3 separate regions of the Mus musculus genome follow, and all the other regions are linked to region 2. The links are chromatin contacts, called in public HiChIP or PLAC-seq maps. All regions are on one chromosome and are shown on one strand. Each heading gives the region's core, a stretch centred on a gene start, on an enhancer-like site or on the middle of the called end of the contact. The rest is flanking DNA. Distances are from core to core; before and after follow the strand shown. Region 1 overlaps Actn1 (actinin, alpha 1). Region 2 overlaps Rad51b (RAD51 paralog B). Region 3 overlaps Dcaf5 (DDB1 and CUL4 associated factor 5).

What was found. HiChIP or PLAC-seq counts read pairs in DNA pulled down with a chosen protein or histone mark.
Region 1: a contact with region 2 is called in a FOXA1 HiChIP or PLAC-seq map of pancreatic cancer cells. The contact joins two enhancer-like sites.
Region 3: a contact with region 2 is called in a FOXA1 HiChIP or PLAC-seq map of pancreatic cancer cells. The contact joins two enhancer-like sites. A contact is called at or near these places in 3 of 115 datasets of contacts at active chromatin or transcription factors (extraembryonic endoderm stem cells, large pre-B cells and pancreatic cancer cells) and 1 of 9 other capture datasets (adipose tissue).

Annotation. Positions count from the first base shown.
Region 1 is chr12:80,214,832-80,218,603 of GRCm38.p6, forward strand. All of the region lies in intron 1 of Actn1 (actinin, alpha 1), which reads right to left. Among named protein-coding and RNA genes, the nearest start is that of Actn1, 44 kb to the right of the region's middle. Within about 2 kb of position 1,685, at least 95 of the 459 cell types and tissues checked have an H3K27ac peak or open chromatin away from gene starts, as enhancers often do. A contact at or near this core is called in pancreatic cancer cells, where this site is marked.
Region 2 is chr12:79,598,379-79,602,060 of GRCm38.p6, forward strand. The region is part of intron 7 of Rad51b (RAD51 paralog B); the gene reads left to right. Among named protein-coding and RNA genes, the nearest start is that of Gm36048, 200 kb to the right of the region's middle. Within about 2 kb of position 2,098, at least 157 of the 459 cell types and tissues checked have an H3K27ac peak or open chromatin away from gene starts, as enhancers often do. A contact at or near this core is called in adipose tissue and pancreatic cancer cells, where this site is marked.
Region 3 is chr12:80,364,363-80,367,921 of GRCm38.p6, forward strand. All of the region lies in intron 6 of Dcaf5 (DDB1 and CUL4 associated factor 5), which reads right to left. Among named protein-coding and RNA genes, the nearest start is that of Mir1843a, 26 kb to the right of the region's middle. Within about 2 kb of position 2,024, at least 158 of the 459 cell types and tissues checked have an H3K27ac peak or open chromatin away from gene starts, as enhancers often do. A contact at or near this core is called in adipose tissue and pancreatic cancer cells, where this site is marked.

The DNA.
Region 1 (3,772 bases), core at 435-2,934, 620 kb after region 2:
AAAAAAACAAACAAACAAAAAAAAGAATTAGCAGCCAAGAAGTCTAAATTAAGTCTCACTGGGTATCTGCTCCCACAGTGGGAAAGCATGGGACCTTTCTAAGTCTGCATGCATGTTATATACAAACACAATATGTGGTGCATTTGGTAAGCACCAAGTAATACCTGTGTCTACCACTCCTAAAGAACACTGGTGAGTGACATCAGCCATTTGAGAATCTAGTAGCAAGAGCTGTGGGCATTTCTATCAAAGGTAGAGGAGAGGGCTGACATTCTGTGAGGCAGAGAGACGACTCCTCAGCTGGAACTGATCAACAGCCCATGTGTCTCACAAAGGACATTAGATGGCTATACACATCCTGTCATGCCCTGTGAATTAAAACAACAGGTGAGCTCACTGTGCCGATTAGCTGATCAGCCTGACGCAAGGTAGGATCATCTGGCAAGAGAGAAGCTCAACTGAGGCTCTGCCTCCATCCCGTTACCCTGCAGGCAGATCTATGGGGGCCTTTTCTAAACTATTGATTGATGGGGTGGGAAGGCAGCTCACTGTGGCAGTGCCACCTCTGGGCAGGCAGCCCTTGGACATATAAAAAAAGGTAGCTGACCGTGAGCCTTAGAAAGCCAATGAGAGGCCATCTTCCTTGGCTCCTGCCCTGCTTTCCCTCACTGATGAACTGTGATCGGGACGTGGAAGCAGAATAAATCCTTTCCTCCCCAAGTTCCTCATGGTCCTGGTGCTTATCACAGCAATGGAAAGCAATTATATTTGCAAAACGAGTTCCTGCTAATTCCAGTTGTCAGAGGGTGTGCGAGGCAGTCCCCCACCCCCACCCCCCATACAACTGTGTGCAGGCTGACTGGTTACAACTCTAGAGGAAATCAGCTTGCCAATGTGAACCACAACAGGCCTGAACTATACACCCCAATTCGAAGACTCTATCCTGGGTATAAAATGCCAAATAAAGAAAAGGCCTAGGGGCTGGAGAGATGGCTTAGCGGTTAAGAGCATTGGCTGCTTGCTCTTCCAGAGGTCCTGAGTTCAATTCCCAGCACCCACATGGTGGCTCACAACCATCTGTAATGGGATCTGATGCCCTCTTCTGGTGTGTCTGAAGACAGCTACAGTGTACTCATATAAATGAAATAGATAAATAGATAAAGAGAAAGAAAGAAAGAAGAGGTGTTATGCATGAAAACTTGCTCCTTAGCCTAACTGAGGTGGAGAAAACCAGGAAGACACCAAATTGTAATAATAAGGCACATAGTTAAGTAAATCACCATATGTGCCCACATAGTAGATGATTAATATGATAGGTTCTGAAATAACGTGAGCATAAGAATGTGTAATTAACAAAGAAGTCTGAAACAAGATAGCATGCACTACTGCTTATAAACACAGGGTTAGAGCTGTGTGCAATCACACAGACATGACAAATGACTAAGACCAAATGTGTCCAAATGCAAACACACTTGGTGCTCCAGGAACTGAAGTTCCCAGGATCCTTAGCTGCTCTCCTGGCCCGACTGCCTATAAATACAGTTGGCTGGTTACACTCTCTGCCTTCTCCCACGGCAAGCCTCTTCTTTTAGACATTTATTTCCCCATCCACAATCCAGGCTGTCCACGCTCAAGTGACCTGACCAGAGAGGCTCCCAGTGACACCAGGACAGAGTAAACAATGCTCTACAGCCAAATGAGACCGGGCTAGGCAGGAACAGAACAGCAGCAGCCTACCACAGGCCTAGGTTTCACCTGCCGGCCACACCTCTCCTGGACACAGCTTTGTCTCTTGGAACCAAGGTTAGCAGTCCTGGCTCACTTCAGGGAAGCTATTGTTCCTGTCAGTCAGGAAGCATGGGCCTGCCCTGGCTCAGCTAGGCACGTGACCTCTGATAAGCTAACCTCTCTCAGCCCAGAAATCCCATCATCCATCTGGTGCTTGGACAACTCAGCTGAATAGAACACTTGGTAACAATCTTTTGTTTCTCTGTAGTTTCTTTCCAGTAAATTCCACAGAGACTGGTGGTTTAACCTCAAGGGACTCAAAACATGACCAATGTTTTGGTCTCAAGACTGCAGCTCCCTGACCCTCCTGGCCCAGCAAATAACTGTAACTAGTGTACTGGACGGGCTAAACCTTGGTGTCCAGGGAACACTGGTGGGACATGCCTCTAATCCCAGCACTCCCGAGGCTGGGGAAAGAGAATCCTCAGTTTTGAGATTAGCTTTGATGATATAGTGAGACCCTCTCTCAAGAAAATGAAAAACAAAACCAACCAAATCAAAGCTTGAAGCTGGACTCTGCCTGGAGGACCCAGGAGGCCATGGGAACCGTGGCTGGCTCTAGGGTGGAGGAAGAGAGGTTTGGAACTGGGGAGGGAGAGCTGTTTGCTTTCTGCAGAGCATCCTTTTGTTTTCTTTTGAATGTTACACCACACGCTGTCATTATCTATTTAAAAACCCATCCAAATGTAAAGAGAGTCTGGCTGAAGTGTGTAAATTACAACATTATCATAAGCTTCTGGGAAGAGACGGAAGAGACTTCCTGTTTCTCTGGGATCATTTGGTGGAAGAGAGTGTCTAGGCTATTACTGTATTACTGATGGCTTCCATGATAGAGGGAAAACTCTCTCACATTTAAACAAATGGAGGCTGGAGAGGGTGACTTAGGCTTATAACCCCACGACTAGAGACTGGAGGATCAGTGCAAGGTCTTCCTCAGTTACACAGTTAAGTTGGAGATGGCCTGGACTATATGTGATCCTGCCTCCTAAATACATGCATGCATACATACACAGAGAGAATATGACAGCCGTGCAGTGGGCACACGTCTTTGATCACAGCACACGGGAGGCAGAGGCAGGCAGATCTCTGTGAATTCAAGGCCAGCATGACTAGGGGTACCAGGATATCCAGGGTTACATAGAGAAACCCTGACTCAAAATAAAACAAAAAGCCTACGTATGAGAGAGACAGAAAGCTCTAAAAACATTCCCTTAATAAGTAAGAGGTGAAACCCTTTAAGAAAAGGCAGAACTAGACACAGGGACAGAGGACAATCTGGCATCTGGAACACATTTCCCCCACAGCTAAGTCTACAATGATTAATTGTGGGGAGAGTCAAAGGATAGCCCCTTAGCCACATGGTCCCAGAACCCCCAAAGGAGAAATTAAGCCTCTTGAGGTTGGTCTGGGACTTCCTATACAAACTGGCTCCTCTCCTGGGATCTTCCTTCCCAGGAGCAGAGCCAGCAGGTCCAGGCAAAACCAACAAACAAACGAACCCTCACTGGACACTATAGTCTTTCAATTCCACCAGCAAGCACCATGCTAGTTGAGATGCCATGGATACTGGACAGAGCCAGACCCCAGCTGTGGCCAGAGTTCCTGGTGTGCTTGGGTTTAAGTTCCCTGCTCCACCTGCCAGCTGACATGGGGATGGTCACTCCCCAGAGTCCCTCAGAGTCCACCCACATGCGGCCAGTTTGGCCAGGGCACGTGTTCTAGGTAGTTTTTCTAAGCAGAGACCTGTCCAGAGAGATCTCAGATGCCTGGTGTGCTGGTAATGTCAACAGGAGTGTCTGGTTAGCTTATTAAGGGCGGTCTGCCAGCCTTTCAAAGCAACTGGTTCACCCACAGATAAAAGGCAGAGCTCCACACAACAGCTCCACCCAGATCTGTTTACTTTCCACCCACCTGCAAGCTGCTGTGAAAGAGTCCTCAACCACTGGTTGCTCTCTTCTGCCCTCTAAGTCACCCAGCCCACCAC
Region 2 (3,682 bases), core at 848-3,347:
CAGTTATCTGGAATAAAATAAATGCTGTAAATTCTCTGAATATGATTTAACAACCACCATTATCATATATAGAAGGCCAGTCATCAGAGGCAAATAGTCAAAAGCCCGACCCAGTTCGTGTCTCACTTTGGAGTTGTGTAGAATGATAGAATTTGAGGGCTTTGACTAAGTAAGAGACTAACTTCAAAAGAATTGAGTGAGGATCTTTCTGCTTCTATGGGCTGGAGGATTTTGACCAGAAGCCGGGTTGTGGATGGCAGATTCTAATAATAGAGCAGGTTTAAGAGGTGACGCACTGATTTGGAATGCCTTCTCATCTGTGTTTGCTTAGGACTGAATGGCCTCTCTCGTGCTTCCTTTCCAAGCAGAGGACCAGCTGGGTCTCACTTTTTTTCTCTTAACCTTTGCTCCTGACTTGTCTTTTCCCTAACCACTCTGCTTTCCTTCCCCTGACTTCTGTTTTCTCTCTATTAAATCATTTCTCTATATTTAACTCCTGCGACTTTTTCCCCTTTGTTTATTGCTTATTCGGTAACTTCAGATCTTTTCCCCAAAGTTCCCTTTCTTTTTCCTCCTCTAAGCCACCAGCATACCATCCCCCCCACCCCCCCCCCACACCAAGCTCCTTATTTCTTTACTGCAAATCCCCAGTGTGTTTACTGACCTGTGTGCCAAAAGGAAAATTCCCAGGCCACCTCCATGCCAATGCAATGAAAATCAGCAGCTGCCATTGCTCAACAAGGTCCTTGTGACCTATAAATCAATGGCTAAGAGCCCTTGCAGTGAACGGTGGCATGTGTGTGTTTATGTGACTATGTGAGATACATGACAGTGTTTGCTGCTTTGGGGAAAGAACCTGAATCTTTTCTGATAAGTAAGAGAATTAAGCAGAAATTTTTGCCTAAATCTTTTGGGGTTATTGTTGTTGTGTTAGTGGATGAGAGCCTAAGAAGTTGTATAAGAGAAATGAATGACATTAAAGAGAGAAACAGACACACAAGACCAAGAAATAATCAAGTCTAGAACATCTTACTGACACACTATTGATAGCACACTCACAGTAAACATCATCGATGCCTTGATAGGGCAGAAAGATCTGGAAATAAAAACCCCAGCGATTCATCTGTTTAAACAAAAGAAAGGAGATAATGTGGAGAGGCAGTGAAATGGAGGCTGAGATGAGATGTGAGTATTGAAGACACACACATGAGAAAGCCACTAGGCCCTACCCCAGTGTAGCATTGCAGGTAAGAGAGAAACCGGAAAGCACACTTGCCCTGCTCAGACACACTATCTGCAGCACATTAAGCATCTAAAAGTTAATGATACCAGAATAGTATCTTCAAAAAAAACCAAAATCGTAAAACAGAAATTAAGGCCCCAGTAAAACATTTGGGAGAATTTGAATAGATGTAGCAGGGAACCAGAAAATAATTCAAAACTTCAACTGGAAAAGTGATTTTAAGTTGTGCCTGCTATGTAACAACTGGCAAAAAGAGAGAAGGGAAAGGGAGGGAGGAAGAGAGGGAGGGAGGAAAGGGAAGGGAAGGGAAGGGAAGGGAAGGGAAGGGAAGGGAAGGGAAGGGAAGGGAAGGGAAGGGAAGGGAAGGGAAGGGAAGAAGGGAAGGGAAGGGAAGGGAAGGGAAGGGAAGGGAAGGGAAGGGAAGGGAAGGTAAGGGAAGGGAAGGGAAGGGAAGGAAAAGAGAAGAAAAGCAAGATGGTGCTGTATTTCCTGAGTTGTGAAACCAACCTGTCCTGACAGAAGAAGAGAACCGCCCCACACAAACACACACACGTACACACACCCCGACTGATGGCCAAGCACAGTGTGTGTACGTCTAATTTCAACCTCACAGTTAAAAGTGAAGCCAGGGACTGAGAATACTATCCACTGAGAGAAAAAAAGCAGAGGGGATTTTCTGAGCCAGATCCAAAATCATAAGGCTCAGGGGGAATTACTTTGATTTTGTCAAGTCAGAGCACATAGCCAAAGGCAGCAGACATGGGATATTGTCAGAGGTAAATCACCCGGCTAGGCCTGCTCTGTCTTATTGCAAGGTCAGAGGAGCACGGCGAGCCGGCCAAATGTTTCCAACCATGGAAATCCCCTAACTTTCCAACTGCTACAGTCCCACAGCTCCGAGGCTTTACTCACAGCAGGGCTCTGTTCCAGCTTTCAAAGCTCTCCAAGTTGATTAATCATTTTCTTGTTCTGACTCATTCAGGCTTCTAGAAAAAAATAGCTAAAGGTACTAGATGGGCTGGGTGGATCAGGGAGGTCAGATAAATTGGCTTGATGTTAGTCTATACAAAAACCTAGAAGAAATCGCCAAAAGTCTTTCGGCCTACCATCCTCCAGTGCTATGTATGGTTTGGGGCCAAAGGCCATTGGCTCGTTCCATGTGTTTAAAGCAGAATATTTCTGTGTGCATTAGCAAACTTGGGTATGCGAGCATTCATTTCTTAATGTTAAGGTAAGTTATTATAGGCTAGTAACTTAGAATTAGGATTCCATTTGTATCTATGCAGATGGACTGTGGACCCATGTATAAGCCTCTAACACCGACAATGTCAAACACATATACAGTGTTTATTATTTATCAGGCACTGTGTGCTTTTACCAAGAGACAAGTTTACAGCACTGAAAGGTCAATTTTGATCATCTTAGCCAAGGCCATACATAATGATTATATTATTTGGTCTGGCTAATATTCCCCACCATGAAGCTTATATTTTAAAAAATAAATTGTTTTAGTTTATGATTATATTGAGTCATACTGGAATGTCTGCTTCTTTGCTTTTGTAACACATTAATCTCTGGGCTTATTCATTGAGTTCATAGACGCTTATTACGCACCTGAGTGTACTAGTCATCAGAGAGAAAATTGTAAATCCTAAGATGCCACCTCAGACCTGAGGACATACACTGTGCTAGTGCCTTTTAACTAAGCAAACAAAACACATGGAGAAACACAGAGCATGAAACAACTATTTCTGCAAAGAAAAGGAGACAGTAGAATTGGGAATTTATGAAAAATCTGAATTTTCCGAGTGTTAAGGTTGGAAGGAACAGCACCATCATAGGGAATGGTTTGTATGAATGCTGAAATGTTTGAAATGGCATAGCATGCTGGAAATAGAAAAATAATCGTAGAGTCATGGTGGGGAGCTGAGTGGGTTAAATTAAACGGAGATGGTGATGGGCCTTGGGTAGAATACTCAGAGTTGCAGAAGAGCTCATGGTAGTTTAAAAGAAAGACAACAACTTTATTGGATTATGTTTCAGAAAAAGAACTCTGAAGATAATGTGGAATAGGTCTAAAGGGGAGCAGAGGCCAGACAGAAAGCGTCTGTGTGTCCCCTGAGGGGTAGCAGCAGTGGGAAAGGAGAACAAGATCCAACACGGATTCAGAAAGTACAGAGGGGAGACTGCAGTGGGGAATTGAGAACAGACCATGATGTTTGGGTAATCCCTGGGTTAAGGATGCGGTGCCTAGGTGAAGCTAAATGCCATCAACAAAAAAATCCTGAAGGAAACAGTCACAGAGAGTGTGTTGAGATCACTTGGTAACACGTTCAGTTTAAATGATGGCACAGATTCAAGAGAAGACATTGAGGTCCCCTTGGTAACCATACCAAGATCAAGAGAATGAAATCCCTAAAACACGTGAACCAGGACAGC
Region 3 (3,559 bases), core at 774-3,273, 770 kb after region 2:
CCTTTTCATTTATTTTATTTTTGTACATGCATACCATGCACTTGTATGGAGGTCTGAAGGCAACTTGCGGTTATTTGTTCCCTCCTTCTCTTTTTTTTTTCTCTCCCCCCCCCCCCCCCAATAGGGTTTCTCTGTGTAGTCCTGGCTGTCCTGGAACTCAGAAATCTGCCTGCCTCTGCCGGGATTAAAGGAATGTGCCACCACTGCCCAGTTTGCTCTCTCCTTCTACTATGTGGGTCCTGAGGAGGACAGCTCAGGTCATCAGGTTTGGCAGCAAACACCTTTACTTTCTGAGCCATCTCAACAGCCCCCACAACTGTACATCTTTAAATTAAAGGTTTGAGGGACAGTGAGAATTGAGCCCAGGGCCTTATACATGTGAAACACCATGCTATTGAATTATACCTCAGCTCCTAAAGTGTACTCTGTGTGTGTGTGTGTGTGTGTGTGTGAAACTGGGTATTGCTAAGTAGCCAAGGCTGGACTTAATCTTAATCTTGTTAATTCTCCTGTCTCACCTTCCTGGGTATGAAGATTATAGGCATGTACATATACACCCAGATCAAAACCTAGTACTTTTACATGGAAAAATCTCAGATAATATTTGTGTCACAATTTTTTTTTTTTTTTTAGGGTTTTCGAGACAGGGTTTCTCTGTGTAGCCCTGGCTGTCCTGGAACTCACTCTGTAGACCAGGCTGGCCTCGAACTCAGAAATCCGCCTGCCTCTGCCTCTCAAGTGCACGCCCGGCTGTGTCACAATTTTTAAAAGTGTAGAAAATAAAACTTAGGCCCTTCATAGAGATCTTTGAGGTCAAGTATCCTAAGGTTCTCTGTATCTCCCTAACATCCTGGAGCAGCAGGCTACCTCCAACCCAACCATGACAAGGACGTAAGTGATGTCTTTCTATGTGGCAGCTTCAAATCATTATTGCTAGGTCTAACCTAACTAATTAGACTCACAAATACATTGTGTTATGAGCAAACAGTGACAAACAGCACCTTGAGCACACACTTATTTCCAGATGTTGACAGACGCTGTAGCTCCCCGCCCTTGGGCCACCTTCTGCCTGGCTGCCTACTGCTAGCCTCCCTATCTCTGACAAAGGCTCTCCCTCTCCAGAGCATGTTTGCAAGTTGCTCCAAGAAGTGAATGCTGCACAGGAACAGCCCACAACCAAAGACTGCTGTGAGTGGGCCTGTGAGCAGCCCAGCTTCCTGTCCTGACATAAGAATGAGGATGTCTGTGCTCTATGGCTCCCCTCTCAAGGGCAAACTCAAGGGCTGGTAGCCATAGGCAGTCCTTGTCTTCCACACTACCCTGCTCTGCTGCGAACTGCATTTCCAAAGAATTAGCTACATCTGAAAACTGAACCTCTAGTACGGCAGAGGGAGGGAGCCAGAACACAAAAGAATCATCTACTAATTACACGCATGTATGCATGTATGTATTTATGCATGCATGCATGCATGCATAGAACAAAACTCGCTAGTCCATACCTCATTCTTTCTTGTTTTCTTTAAAAGAAGCCATGAACCTAACATCAAATTCCTGCTTCCCTCCCTCTCTGAACCTCACCAACCGAAATAAACAAAAAATGCATACTAAAAACAATACCACAAGGCTATACTCATCAGAAGTCTTACTTTACTGAAAGATCAGTATTTTCCTAATTGCTTAGTACTCACTGGGGCAGAGCCCAGGACCGTTAAAGGGGCCAGCTGTCCAGACAGAACGCTGACTCAGAAGACAGCCTTAGAAGGAAGAAAACATTCCCAGAGTTAAGTCTGCTGGTTCTGATATAGCTCCTCAAACACACAGAAAATGCTTGGAATGCTTTCAATGCTTTTGGGGGTAAAGCAAGTTCTGATAGTTCTTCTCCTTAAAACTCTTCCATCTACCAGGACTGATCATTTCCGGGGTGGTGGGGGTGGGGTGTCTCCACCCACTGACATCTAGCCAGACTCTGTAAGTGCTCACACCAACACTGGAATTACAAGCTGCCCTGAAGAATTCAGTTATGGCATTTAGTGGTTGGCTGTTGGATTCTTGCCAACATTAACAGTTGGCTGCCTGGGATACTGTTAACTGTGAGAGCCTGAAAATAAAATGAGTTCATTCTTTTATTCTTTAAACAAATATTTATTGAGTGTCTACTATGTATTGAGCACTATTCTAGGGAAGGAAAGAGAAATGGCGAAGAGAAAGCAACGCTGTCTCTGCTCTCACGGGACAATCATCTTTTATTGAGTCGGGTAAAATTATACACATATAATGTGGGAAAGGGGAACAATGTTAGGAACAAGAAACAAGAAATATATACGTGACGTTCCCAGTGGGGGCAAGCATTAAAAGAACAGGGAACCATCTAGATAAGAAGCTGAGGTAGCCGGGGTAGGTGGTTTCCATTTATGTAAGGTGGCCACAGAAGACTTCTCTGATAAAATGGCACTGTGAGCAAAGCCCTGAAGGAAATGAGGGAGCAAATTATGTGGTTATCTGGGAGAAGACTATTCCAAAAAGGGACAGAGAATTCTGGGATATTTAAAATATAAAGCAGCAAACTCTGTGTAATGGCTGAAACCTGTAATCCAAGTATTCAGACGGCTTTGAGGCAAGAGGCCAAGTGAGGAAGAGCCTAGCTTAAACTATAAAGAGTTCTAGGACAGCCTGGACTACAAAGTCACAGCACATCACAAAACAAAGTAAAAAGCATAACAAATTAGGTAGCCAATGAGCCTGAGGCTCCACTCATGCTGGGCAGGAAACCCCCTCAACTGTACTCCTCCTGACCTTTTCTTTTTTTTCCATTTTTTAAAAAATTTATTAGGTATTTTCTTCATTTACATTTCCAATGCTATCCCAAAAGTCCCCCATGCCCTCCCCGCCCCAACTTCTTGGCCCTGGCGTTCCCCTGTTCTGAGGCATATAAAGTTTGCAAGACCAAGGGGCCTTCCTCCTGACCTTTTAAAACTTGTTCTGAGACTGTGTCTTACTAGCTTGCCGGTCTGACCTTGAACTTGCCACCACAGGCCTTTGTCATTAGGCTCCACTTTTTTCAATGTGTGTAGAAGATTATCTCAAGTGGGCCCTGAGGTAGTGACACATTTAACCTCACCACTGGGAGTAGAGCTTCCTTTCCTAAGGTTGCCTCCTAGGTCTGGGCTGGATGAAACATCAGACTTAGTGAGGCCTGGCAATGGTCAGTGCTCACGGCACTGAAGTCCTGGTGTGCTCTCTGAAAGATTTCTGCTGTAGAAACAGAGACAGAAGAGCTCTAATGCCAATCACTCCCAAGAGAAATCTACAGTCCATGCTCTCATTAACATTCATAATCACTTGTACTAAACCATAAAGCTGAACTTCATAAAGCAGAGGTGTAATCTCTCTCTGTCTGTCTGTCTGTCTGTCTGTATTGGTTTCTCTTTCTTTCCTAATCACTGGGATTACAAGACTGGGCCACCATGATCCAGTGTTCTGCATGGGTCCCAGATGGTGTGTGTATTGGGGGTGTTGAAACTGGGTCCATTTAATCCCAGAAATCAGGAGGCAGAGGTAG